Regions from separate parts of the Sus scrofa genome. Here region 2 is linked to region 1. A link is a contact called in public HiChIP or PLAC-seq data. All regions are on one chromosome and are shown on one strand. Each heading gives the region's core, a stretch centred on a gene start, on an enhancer-like site or on the middle of the called end of the contact. The rest is flanking DNA. Distances are from core to core; before and after follow the strand shown. Region 1 has its middle 13 kb from the start of BTG2. Region 2 overlaps ATP2B4 (plasma membrane calcium-transporting ATPase 4).

Region 1 (6,694 bases), core at 2,510-5,009:
GTCTGCTCCCCCAAAGACAGCTACCCTCTTGAGGGGTGCCTCTCAGCTACTGAGCCCCTCGCATCCATGGCACAGAGGAATACCCTGGTTTTCTCCCCTCCTTTGGCAGCCTGGGCCTGTGGTAGCAGTAGAGCAAAGGAAGGCAGGATGGCTGAGGGTGTATGAAAGAGAGAGAGTGAATAAGAGATGAAGCAGGAAATGGGGGAGGGGAGAGATGTGGACAGATGGCCAGACCAGTATTTGGCTGGAAAGGTCCCCAGTGATGTGTTTTGCTTCTGTGACTCCCTAGGTGTATCATAGGAGCAAAAGGATGGAAACTGTCTGTTAAAAGTCTATTATCCTGGAGGCCCCCCAAGAATGTGACCTCCCACACCTTCACCCTCTGGGCCTTCTCCAATGGTCCTAGAAGGTGTGACTGAAAGTGCCGGAAACTCAACAGGGGAACACATGGACTTGGGGACGGCAGCAGATCTGAAGCTGAATTTATTGCCTCTTTCCCAAACTTAGAGGACAGACAGGCTGTAAATGCTACTCATCCTCACTCCCAGGATAAACCCCCTTCATCTCCAGACAGAAAACAAGAGCAGAGGTCCTGAGACGGTTGGAACTTCCCCAGATGTTGTTTTGGCAGAGCCCGAATGAGGCTGGGCCTCCTGGGGTTGGGTGTCTGGGGCAGGCAGGAAGCTGGCAAAACAGCTGTGACAGCCAGAAACCCCCTTGGGGTGGGGGCTGATTGTGGAGAAAGACAGACAGACTCAAGGAAGAGGGATACAAGGAAGAATCTAGAGAAGGGGTACTGCAGTTTCCTACTCCAGCCTCCTGGCTCTGGGCCCTAGGGATTTCTCAGCCATGGGAGGCCAAGCACTTGATCCACCGGGTTCAGAGGAGGGAGCCTGGTAGCGAGATTGGAAGTCACCTCCCTGAGCCTCAGTTTGCTTATTTGTAACAAGAAAGTGTGGGCCAGGAGATCCACCTCGTCTCTTCCTTAATCTGTGGAAATCCCAGTGTTGTCATCTTGGAACCAAGGAATCTGAAGCTATTCTCAGTGGCACTTAGTATGATCCTCAATTGGGCTTTAATGAGACCCCATAATGACAGTGGGAGTAATCAGGTCAGGTTACTGGCTGGGAAAATAACAATCAACATCCTTTCCATGTTTCCTTCTATCCTCGGCTCAGGGCGTCTTTCCCTTCCCCTTGGCCCAGGAAACTCCCTTGAGGCCAGGGGTTGAGTCCTATTGAGTCAAAGAGTCAGGTGGCTGCCAGTGTTGTCAGCTGATTTCTCTAGCATTAGAGATGTGCGGAAGCAAGGTGGGTCCCAGGTGAAAGCTCCTGAGGGGAGTGGAATATTTTGAAATAGGTTTCAGAGGGATTTGAGAAAGTAGAGCCCCCAGATTTGAGCAGAATGGATGATGACTGTAGTAGGAATGGGTAAGCTCCTAGAAAAAGAACAACTTCCTGCTCCCCAGGATTTTGAAGAATCTACCGTAAGTAAGCATCCTTATTTAAAAAGCGTGTGTTGAGTTCCCATGGTGGCACAGTGGTAATGAACCTGACTAGTATCCATGAGGATTCAGGTTCAAACCCTGGCCTCATTCAGTGGGTTAAAGATCCAGTGTTGCCATGAGCTATGGTGTTGATCGCAGATGTAGCTTGGGTCTGGTGTTGCCGTGGCTGTGGTGTAGGCCAGCAGCTGCAGCTCCAATTTGACCCCTAGCCTGGGAACTTCCATATGCCATGGGTGCAGCCCTAAAAAGACAATAAATAAATAAATAAATAAATAAATAAATATAAAAAGCGTGTGTAAGTCTAGGAAGATCACCAACCACCCACCTCCAATCTGGCTTGGCTTAGGAGGACGGACTCTGCCTAAGAACTTAAACACACAGAAGCTTTGGGCCCATCTCACTGAAGTTGTAGAGTGGCACAGGTAGGGGTCAGAAAGAGCTGAATTGTTCTTCAAAAGAAAACAGGATGAATCTGTAAGAAAAAGAGCTAAAATTCACAGCTCACATAGCAAGTGCGTTCATGGATCAGCAAGTAGATTCCTAAACTGATCTGACTTAAGAAAAAGAGGAGCTCAAAGCCAGAACCATCCCTCCTCAGAATCTCGAATATTCTGAGGAGGGGCATAGGGTTTCCAGCAGATCTGAGAACGAAGCTTTGAACCAATCTTAGCCAGCCCCTAAGCAGACCTCCGCTGACACAGTTCACCTTTGGGAGCATGGCCTTGGGTGTTACCGTCATTACCTCTAATGAGGACAACCACCTCCAAAAGGAAGGTACCTGCCTGCCCACTGTGCAATCCACTTCTCATCGACTCAGCACGGTTCTCCTTGGCAGGGAGGGGGTTCCATGGGGACTTGCTGAGCCAGGGAGTGGGGAAAGAGAGGGAGGTGAGTACTGAGGAGGTGTGCCTTGTCTGACCCTCCCAGGCCTCACTGCCATTTATATGTGGGTCATAAATCAATCACTTCACCCCAGGGTCTGAACACCTTTTGTCCTCCTTGTCTTAAAGTGATCAAAGGAGGAAGACTTGGTGCCCAACCTCTGGGGTGGTGAATGGGGCTTCTTCATCGAGTTTGGGAGAAAGGGTTCCTGCCCTCAGGAAACTCCAACTTCGGGGAGGAGGAGGGACACCCACAGGGGACACACACGCAAAGCGCCAGCAAACAGAGAAATGTGGGCAGATGACTGTGGAAAAACACAGTCTCAAACTAATGAAGGGGGTTAGAATGGAGGCACCAGCAGTCAGCTGGTGTCCTGCAGGAAATAGCTTGTTGGGGCTGGGAGTTCTGAGCTGGGTTTGGAGGTGTTACTAGCAGGGGCAGAAGACAGTCTAGAACTGTACAAGGCATTCACAAGACTGCACACCCACTGACTTTGGCAGTTCTGGTTTCCCTCCCTGGTTTACCTGGAAAGGTCATCTCAAGCATGCTGCCCACTTGCTCACTGCAGGGCCTCAAAACAGCCCATCACAGTGTGGGAGAGCAGCGGGCAGACACCAGATGACTTTGTTTACAAAGCTTAAGCTTTTCCACAGGGTCAAAGGGCATTCCCAGAGTGGCTGAGTGAGATCACAGACAGGCAGGTTCTGGAAGCCAAGTTAGCATCTGGATATCGCTGCTCCCTTCCCAGAAGGGGCGCCTGAACAGGCTTCTCCAGGGGACAAGCGACCACCATACTTTTGCACAGCTTACAAAGCTCTTTTTACACCAACAAGTAGAATGCCCATCTGATCCTTACAGCCACTCCATAAGGTAAAAATCTCGACTTCACAGGTAAGGAAACAGGCTGGAAGCAACTATGAGTCTTCTGTAAGGTCACCCAGGGGAGGCAAGGCTGTCCTTCCTATTACCCACACTGGCCTTGGCATCACAGTCTTCTGGCCTTGGACTTTAGGGATCCTGAACATTAAGGGACCATCTGAGTGCATCTATTAAAGGCCAAGAGACACCTGCATTTCCCTCTCGCTCTGATCATTTCAAGAGATACAAAGAGGGAGGATGCAGGGAGATAATCTCTGGGAAGGGCCGCCCACCTGGGCTCTCCAGCTCTTAGGTGAAGCCACATCTTCTTTCCAAACTGGCTCACCTTTGCCCGGGCCGGGCCGGGGAATCATTTGTGGGATGAGAGCCCAGCCAAGGACGTCGGGCAGCTGTCGGCGGCCCTGCCTCCCGCCCCAGCGGACCCATCCGGAGTCTGTGCCCATATAAGGGCATCGCTTCCCGTAGGTATTGACGCGCCGAGGGCCACGTCAGCTGCAGGCGGGGAGGGGGTGGCCCTGTGACACGAAAACAAGTGACGCAAGGGAGGGCGGAGAGAAGGGGGGGCGGGTGGGGGAAGGAAGAGGGAAGAGGGGGCGGGCGGGGGCCGCCGCGGCTTAACCCCTTCCCAGACGGCCACCCCTGTCTCGCCTTTACGCTCTTTGTGTAAACGCGGGTGCAACACTGGGGGTCGCGTGCGTGATCGCTTTCTGTCCCCGTGTGGGCGCAGGTATCTATTCTGGGCGATCTTATCTTTGGACGTTCAAGTGTGTTTGCTGGCTGTTTTATCTCACGGGTGTCAAGGATGTGCATTTCACGTTACAGCCATGGTGTGTATTTTTACGTTGGAGACAGAGGAGGAACTTGGCTGGTGGATGTTTGAGAACAATCACATCTCTCCACGTTTCTTTGTTAAACAAACAAACAAGACTCTTGGCACTTGTGCTTCCAGAGAGCCACAGAAAGTCTAACTAGAGGCGCTGCTGTAAGGGACTGGCTTCTGTTTTTACCGAGCCGTCTCCCACCACTTCCCTAGCCAAGTCAAACAGAAAGAGGTGGGCCCCGAGGCGCTGAAGGGGAAGAAGCCTAAAAGAGGAGGGTCAGGGGTCTAGTGCCAGGCAGAGGCCAGGAAACAGAAAATGAAGAAATCCCCAGAGAAGCCCAGGACTGTCATTTCAACCAGGCTTCTTCATGGAGCCTCCAATGAATGGGAGCCTCCAATGGGTGTGGGGGGTGGAGGGGGGTGTCTCATTTCTGAGTCCAGCTTGATCAGGTGTGCATAGCCTGCCTCCTCTCACCTGGAGTTGAGAGGTAGGGATGGGCGAGGGGAGAAATGAGTACTAAAAGGTCTAAGACGCAGGAAGAAGGGGTACTTTGCAGAGGGTGTGAGGGCAACAGGACATGGATGGATGGGAGGGTGTTGGGAGCTTGGCTGCCCTGTGTGGGGGAGGAGCATAGGGGAAAGTCCCCAGGGCCTCCCAAACTGTCCCTTCCCACCCACTGTTCTCATCCACCCACTCTCCCTGCCCTACTTTAGACCCACTTCCTCTCTTTACTTCCCCTGGTGGAGAACTGCCTGGGTGAAAACCTCACTCTACCCCAAGCTCCGGGCCCAGTCAAAGAGTGGGAATCCCAGGTCTGGGGGGCAGATAGTGGCTCTCCCTTGTCAGGGAATCTGCTTAGGACCTGGCCACTTTGCCTTGGCTGTGAACCTTGTCTTGCCCCTGAGGCCTAGCTAGGCTGGGGGTTGGGAGTGGTGGGGAGTAAAAGTGGTTTTAAACCTGGGAATTTAAAAGAATGCAGAACAGAGGCCTTTCTTCTTCAGGGGCCAGTGTTCTAGGACGGGACGATGATAAAAGTATTGAGGAATAAAAGCACGGGGTGTCCCACCTGGGCAGGGCTGACTGTGGCTAAGAGTGTGGTCTTGGCAATACAGGCTTTCCTCAAAAAAGAAGAAAAATCTCCAATTGACAACTTAACCAACCATCTAAAAGAATTAGAAAAAGAAGAACAAACAAAACCTAGAGTCAGCAGAAGGGTAAATATCAGAGAAAATCAGTATAATAGAAATTCAAAAAACAATAGAAAAAAATCAGTAAAACCAAGAGCTGGTTCTTTGAAAGGGTAAACAAAATTGACAAACCACTAGCCAAACTTACCAAGAAGAGGAGAGAAAGAACTCAGACAAAGAGTGTGGCCTTGGGAATCCCAACTCTGCCACTCCCTAGGAGTTTTCAGGCAACTTTCTGACCTCTCTGAACCTCAATTTTCTTGTTTGGAAAATAGAAATAAAAGTATTTATCTTGTTGGTTCTTTTGAAGATGAAAAGGGATCATGTTTCTAAAGCATTTTGTGCATTAATCTCTTCTGCAATCTGTATATACATTTGGCACAAGGTAAATAATAAATGGTAACTGTTATTACTGCTAGTAGCAGTAGCAGTAATAGAAGTTCTCTCCAGGACCTCACATGGAAAGTTAGTGAGGCTCATCAGATGTTCCAGGGTTGACTTTAGGGGTCCCCTGTCCCTCAGTTTTCTTCTGCCTCTAGAACCTCATCACCTCTGCCATTTCCTCCTCCGTTCAGATCTCAGCCTGGCCCCAGATTAAGGGCAGTGAGGGCCGAAGCAAAAGAGAGGTGTTTCTGTCCTGGCTGTGCTCTCTCCCAGGCCTCAGTTTCCTTATCACTAAAATGGGGAGAATACTTTCTGGCTGCTTTCCCCTTTTGTGAAAGTCAAGGGAATCAAAATTTGTGAAAAGTCTTTGAAACTGTCCTCATGGACCAGTTCTCCACTTAGTGAATTCTCTTTTCTCAGCCTCAGCGCCAATTCTTATTGCTCTCCCTGCTCCTAAGTGTTTTTTTTCATAGCTTCAGGGCATTTTGCTTACAGCTCTCTTGATGGCTTTCCTTTCATCTTGTGACTCTCCTTTGCCTCATGGACCACTCCTCAGTGTGGGAAATATGTCCCTTTTTCATTTCATTTCATGACCACCGTGCCTAGCCTAGGAAGGGTATATATTCAGAGCTAAATAAGAGCTAGTTCCTTTTTGTCTGTTCTGGTGATGGCCTTAACAGAATTTGGGAAGCGGGCTCTGCTCTTTGGGAGGAAGGGGAAGAGAGGAGGACAGAAAGAGCAAAGGAGGGGAGCCAAGTCCTGGCACTGCTCAGACTCAAGGATTCCTGCTGTTCCCATCACCCCCGCCCCCCCATCAGCTGCATCTATGCAGGGTGACTGACTAGTTTTTTGGGCTGCCTAGTTTTAGGCAGGGTTGGGAGAAACCTCTGAGTACCTGGAGCCCACACCCACCAGGAGGAGTGCAAACATTCTGGCTAACAGGGAAATTCTTTGACAACTCTTTCCACTTCCTTCCAGCTAGAGCTCTAATCCAACTCCCCCTCCCCTAACCTCTCCCCCTTCCCCCCAACCCA
Region 2 (6,694 bases), core at 1,637-4,136, 340 kb before region 1:
TAGGCCGGCAGCCACAGCTCCGATTCGACTCCTAGCCTGGGAATCTCCATATACCGAGGGAGCGGCCCAAGAAATGGCAAAAAGACAAAAAAAAAAAAAAAAAAAAAAAAGAAAGAAAAGAAAAGAAATGTATTTGTGTATGAGTGTGTATACACACACATACACACACACGTATATTGTCTTTTTAGAGCCACACCCTTGGCATATGGAAGTTCCCAGGCTAGGGGTGAAATTGGAGCTGTAGCTGCTGGCCTAAGCCATAGCCATAGCAATGCCAGGTCTGAGCCACGTCTGCAACCTACACCACAGCTCAGGCAATGCTGGATCCTTCACCCACTGATCAGGGTCAGGGATCAAACCCGCATCCTCACGGATACTGGTCAGATTCGTTACCACTGAGCCACAACGGGAACTCCTGTCACTGGCAATTTTAATTATAGCTTCACTTTATCACTATAGGTTAGATGCTTTTATCTTTATTTTCTTTGTAATCAAGATTTAAATTTAGCACCATATTTACAGTTTTCTTTGCTCATCATTCCTTCTCCAATCTTCCTTTTGAGTAACTTTTCTTCTTAAACTATTTCCCTTAGAAATTGCTTTTGTGGAAAGCCTTCTGGTAGAAATCTGTTTTGGTTTGTCTACAAAGGACCTTATTTTGCCCTCATTCTCAGAAAATTTTCACTGATGACAGAATTCTGTTAGTAGGTATCTGCTTCAGCACATTGAAGTATTATTCCACTATCTTCTGGCTTTTATTGTTGAGGTTGAGAAGTCTGTTGCCAGTCTTAATTGTCATTTCCTTGAATGTTTATCTTTGGGGTTACTTTAAAATTATTTATCTCTGATGATTTGTAGTTTCATTATTGTATGTCTAATGGCGAATTTTATTTATCTCCCTTGGAATTCATTAGGCCTCACAAATATAATGATTATACTTTATCAATTCCTGGCTACTGCTTTTTTAAACACTGTTGTACTCCTTTTCTATTATCTCCTTCTGGAGCATTAATTAACTGTATTTTTTTAGTCTCTTCCCAAGGTGGGCAAACTACATAACCTGGGCCAAATCTGGCCTGCTGCCTGTTTTTGTAAATACAGTTTTATGGGCACACAGACATATCCATTCATTTATATATGGTTTGTGGCTGCTTTCATGTTCTAACATCAGAGTCAAGTAGTTATGACAAAGACCATCTGGGCCACAAAGCCTGCAATATTTACTATCTGGCCCTTTATAGAAAATTTGTCCATCTCTGCTCTACTTTCTATGCCTCAATAACTTTTTCCATCTTTACCTCCTCCACCTTCCGTTGTCTATATAGATTCCTCAGAAATATCTTACAACTCCTGATTTTATCTTTAGCTATAAACTATTATTTTAACCTAATCATGAAAATTTTAATTCCCTTTATTTTTTTTCTTTTTTCATTTTTAGAATTTCTCTTTGGATATCTTCTTGGTCAGTCGAGTTTCCTGTCCCTGCACCATTCTTTCAATACCCTCCTATTTCTTTTAATATATTAAATATATTTAAAATTTTTCTATATCCAATTGACTCCAATGTCTGCAATTTTTGAATCTCATCTGTGAAGTATTATTTCTGCTGTTCAACTTCATTGGTAATCAGAGAAATGCAAATCAAGACCACTACAAGATACTATTTATAGCATTCAGTTGGCAAAAGTTTTAAAGTCTGATGATACCAGGTACTTGAGAGGACATGGACCAACAGCATCTCATACACTTTGCTGGTAGGGGCAAAACCATTAAAAACATATCAAGAAACAATCTGTAATTATTTTGTAAAACTGAATATTCCCATACCAAGATCTAGCAATTCGCTTCTGAGATCTACACCTAAGAGAGACTTGCACAGGAAACATGAATAGGAAAGTTTGTGGCAGTACTGTTCATTATGGCGAAAAGGGGTGATAGCTTCACTAATAGAATATAACAGTGAAAATGAATGAACTACAGCTATACTCAACAGGGACAAATCTTAGTGTTATAATATTGAAAGAAAACAAGCAAGTCTAGAAGACTGTACACAGTATAAATTTTTAATAATTTAATAAAGACTATAAAGTAAGATTAAATAATATATTTGTTTAGGCATACATATGTTTATCAAAACAGTCGTAACCAGATAGTGGTTGGGTTGGGTGAAGAGGTGGGGGATAGGATAGAAAAGGCTTAGAGATGAATGCAAAATACGGTAGATCTCATTTTTTGATTGGGTGGTGAGTTCAGGAGTCTTGAACAGGTTATTAAAATACATAAATAAGCTATATAAATTAGCAGCAAAAGAGAGGTTTCTTCATAAACCAGTGAAGAAAATGTACCATGAACTATCCTTTTTTTGTGCACCTGAGAAATCAAAGCAAGAAAAAGAGAGTGCTAGGGATGAAAGAAGAGAAAAATAGGTTTCTACTATTTCTGCCAGCAACATTTTTTCAATTCTCATGATCAAAGACAGTCATGGAACTACCAAAAGTTAGCAAGACTCTCTTTTAGATGAGAACTTCTGTTGTCAATTTCATGGTCTAAAATTGTCATGTTACAACCTAGTCAATACGTGCATTTGACCATATTAAATGCTAATATATCAAATACCTTAGAGGGTCTGATCTGGGGGGTGAGAGGGCGGGGAGAAGTGAAAGTAAAGGGAAGCAGGGCAGGGGGGTTGATCTGCATTGTTCTTCTGGAGACCAGAGAGCCAGAAGGCAGGAGGGGCACAGAAGGAAGGTGGGAGGGAGAAGATGCTGGGATGAGTCCCAGGCTTTGGGTGGGGAGAAGCATTTCATTTCACCATGGAGGGAGGCTCTCAGCAAATGGGGCACGGGCCCAAGCGCCAGTCTCCTTTTGGATCCAAAGTAAAACAGGTCGAGGAGAACCCCAACCCCTTCCCGCTGAGACTTCCTGGATCCACTCGTTGCCACCAACCGCGCCCTGACAGGGAGCTCCAGGCAGTGGGCTCAGGAGGCGGGCGACCAGCTGCCCAGCCCCCTCCCAATGCCGCGCGGGCCTCTGCTCGGTGAGCAGGCGGGCGGAGCCCGGGGGTGGCAGCTGGGCCGCGCACCGTGGCCTCCCCTTCCGCTCGCCTGGCTGCCCGGCTCCGCACCCTCGCCCTCGCCCCGGGCCGGCCGGGTTCCGACGTGTCGGCACAGCTCGGCTCCCAGCGCGTCCCAGTCCCGGCCCCGGCCGGGAAGAGCTGGGGCGGCAAAAGCCTTGGCCTTTCTAAGTCTGGCTCCGCACGAAAGCCTGGGAGAAGGCGGGCGGCTCCACCCCACAGCCCGCGATTGCTCAGAATGGGCAGTGACTCACCGCGCCGGCAGGCCCGGCAGTCCCCAGTCCTCCCCCAGGACCCTCGTCCTCCCCGCGCCACACCCCGGGAAGGAATCTCCACCCTTCAGCCTTGGGAGGCCTCGGGAGCCCTTCCAGCTGTCACCCCGCCCTTCACCTGCCCTCCCTACACACTCCGAGAGCTCATCTCTGTGGCTGCAACTCACAGCCGGCCGCTCCACACAGGTTTCCTCGTAGAGCGCTGTCCTGAGTCTCCACCGATGGGCGGATGGGCGCAGGGCCGAGCTAGCTCCCTACTGTGCCCAGCGCGCCCACTTCACGAATGCGGATTATCAGTGGATGCATGATGTCGGAGGCATGGCAAAAACTGGGGTGATTCTGAGAGGATAGCATGAAAGACCCCTCACAGAAGGTCGTGGCAAATCTGAGAGGCTTTGGCACAGGACATTACAGTATAAACAGAGCCAACCATGTCATTAGTCCTCACTCAGCAGCACTGGGATGAGGGAGAAGTAAATTGGAGGGCACCCCATCGACCTGAGCTCTGGAGTAGAGAGTGTGACCTGGTCAGGGTACAAGTGGAGACCATGTGGATTCCTGCGACTTAATTTTTCTGGTGTGTAAAATTAAGGGGGTTGAATTACTGCCCCTACCATTCTGACAGAATAGGATTGATTCTAGGACTTTTTAGTCTGATCAAACACCGGCTCATCTCAACATCTTCAGGAACACCTCTGAGCTGTAACAGCGTCCTTGCGCACAAGTATAGTGCTTTTAACTTCTCTGAACACTTCCATTTAGATTCCACATCCTCCCCCTAGACTATCTGTTAACAATCCTCATGGTTAGAAACACATAACCGATGAGGAAACAGGTTCAGAGGTTAAGGGTCTTGCTCAAGGTCATGCTGCTATAGCCAGTAGCACAGTCAAGAGCAGAAAACTCAGTTAAAAGGCTCATTTTAATGCTGCGAGAGCCCCAACCCTTTCACCCACTTTGAGAAAGTCACTCACTTTCTGGGACTCACCCTCCATCTACAGCATGGTGAGAACTCACCCTACCCAAGAAAGAGGGCTCAGATTTTAGATGAGCTGGAGAAAGGGCCTTCCAAACCTCAGAGGAGTCAGGAAGAAGGGCTTTGTAAGTCATAATCTATATATTTATGGAGTTCCCATTGTGGCTCAGTGGTGAACGAACCCGACTAGTAACCATGAGGTTTCGGGTTCAATCCCTGGCCTCGATCAGTGGGTTAAGGATCCAGGCGTTGCCGTGAGCTGTGGTGTAGGTCGCAGGCACAACTCAGATCTAGCGTTGCTGTGGCTGTGGCTGTGGCCAGCAGCTGTAGCTCCAATTCGACCCCTAGCCTGGGAACCTCCATATGCCGTGGGTGTGGTCCTAGAAAAGACCAAAAAAAAAAAAGAAGAAAACCAACCAACCAAAAATATTAAAAAAAATTAATAATCTATATTTGTAGGTGTTCTGTGTTGTACAAAGTACTTTCACATCCATTATGCCCTGTAAGGTACTCAGAATTATATTACCTGATATTTTAAGGAGAATGAAAGGTTGAATGAAGTTCAGCAGTTGAGTGACATGTGCAACAATAACACCCAGTCTGTGATCTTCCTGTGTTATGGCAGGAGATTCTGGAGTAACTAGGATAATAATGAAGATTCCTCTGTCTTCATAATGGAAACCAAAGCATCTCCCTTCATTTTTCTCACCTATCTCCCTAAGACAGCCTAGGAGGGAGAAAGATACAGGGGTGGAAACTCCCTAGGGAAGAAGCAGGTATAAGGGTGAACCCTGCCTGTGGTCCAAGGGACAGAGTAGTGGAAGGCTTCCTCAGAGTCACACAGGTGATACCAGCTCATGGATGAGCCCAAGACTTCATGTCCCAGCCCTTGAGCCTGCATTCAATATGTGCCAACATTCTTTGGATAAGCCTATATCTGTCATGGAGGTCACCAAAACTCTGTCACTCTCGGATTTATAAGTGCTGGTTGGTGCAGCCTCTAAGAGGCTGGCATCTCAGGGTCATTCCAAAGCATCCCAACTGAAGAGGAGTGTTGAGTTGCCTACCAAAAGCACAGGAACACTCTCCATCATATACACTAGATCCTGTCTTTGTCCCCAGACCTACATTTGCTAATTCTCTTCCAGATAGTGACAGCCTCTTGTTCTTCCTAACTCCTTTCTCTCTGTCCATCCCCCGCCCAATCTATTCCTGAGGATTTTTTTTAAACTTTCTTTTCTTTAAAAACACAGTGCAGGCCCAAGAAATGGCAGAAAGACCAAAAAAAAAAAAAAAGAAATGAATCTGACTAGTAACCATGAGGATGCAGGTTCAATCCTTGGCCTCGCTCAGTGGGTCAGAGATCTGGCGTTGCTGTGAGCCATGGTGCAGGTTCAGATCTTGTTGCTGTGGCTGTGGTGTAGGCTGGCAGCTGTAGCTCCAGTTCAGCCCCTAGCCTGGGAGCTTGCATATGCCGTGAATATGGCCCTAAAAAGCAAAGACAATAGGCAACCAGAAGCGAAAGTCGATGTGATTTCAGAAGTGAAATAAAGATACTGACTCGGTGTCTTTGGAAGGCCCTTTCTCCAGCTTGCCCTTGAGAGTTGACAGTCTGGAGCCAGCCTGGGTAGGGCACAGGGGTCTGAACCCAGCATGAAGAGATCAGAGAGGAGAGAAAGCTTGGAACTCTTGAATTGCCTTTGAAACTTCCTTCCCTCCCTCAGTGTGTCTGGATGCCACATGAAGGTGTAGGCCAACTGTGTTTGAAGTGAGAGTTACAAATGCAGAGTGGCTTTTACACAGACCCAGCCGAGGGCCAGGCTTTCTGGAGGAAGATGTGGAACACCCTAAATCAAGCCCCCTATAAAGCTGTGAGTGGACTTACTCATTAGTGGCAGAGAGGCTGGCTCCACCGGCTGGGTTTGTGCTCTCACACTAGCCTCTGGTTGGCAGGAACCAAGTGGCTTTCCTGCCTTCATGTCTTAAATGTTTGTATGTGCCAAAGGGACTGAGTATATTTTATCCTGGACTGTGTGTTTTTTTTGTTTGTTTGTTTGTTTGTTTTTGTCTTTTTGCTATTTCTTGGGCCACTCCTGCAGCATATGGAGGTTCCCAGGCTAGGGGTTTAATCGGAGCTGCAGCCACCGGCCTGCGCCAGAACCACAGCAATGCTGGATCCGAGCCACATCTGCAACCTACACCACAGCTCAACGGCAACGCCAGATCGTCAACCCACCGAGCAAGGGCAGGGACCGAACCCGCAACCTCATGGTTCCTAGTCAGATTCGTTAACCACTGCACCACGACAGGAACTCCATACTAGTCAGGTTCATTTCTGCTGTGCCACAATGGGAACTCCCCTGGTTGCCTGCT

Evidence for each region. HiChIP or PLAC-seq counts read pairs in DNA pulled down with a chosen protein or histone mark.
Region 2: a contact with region 1 is called in an H3K27ac HiChIP or PLAC-seq map of alveolar macrophages. The contact joins two enhancer-like sites. A contact is called at or near these places in 1 of 47 Hi-C or Micro-C datasets (skeletal muscle) and 2 of 2 datasets of contacts at active chromatin or transcription factors (alveolar macrophages and skeletal muscle).

What each region holds. Positions count from the first base shown.
Region 1 is chr9:64,017,871-64,024,564 of Sscrofa11.1, reverse strand. No RefSeq gene overlaps it. Among named protein-coding and RNA genes, the nearest start is that of BTG2, 13 kb to the left of the region's middle. Within about 2 kb of position 3,759, at least 77 of the 83 cell types and tissues checked have an H3K27ac peak or open chromatin away from gene starts, as enhancers often do. A contact at or near this core is called in alveolar macrophages and skeletal muscle, where this site is marked.
Region 2 is chr9:64,355,698-64,362,391 of Sscrofa11.1, reverse strand. The region is part of intron 1 of ATP2B4 (plasma membrane calcium-transporting ATPase 4); the gene reads right to left. Among named protein-coding and RNA genes, the nearest start is that of ATP2B4, 23 kb to the right of the region's middle. Within about 2 kb of position 2,886, at least 70 of the 83 cell types and tissues checked have an H3K27ac peak or open chromatin away from gene starts, as enhancers often do. A contact at or near this core is called in alveolar macrophages and skeletal muscle, where this site is marked.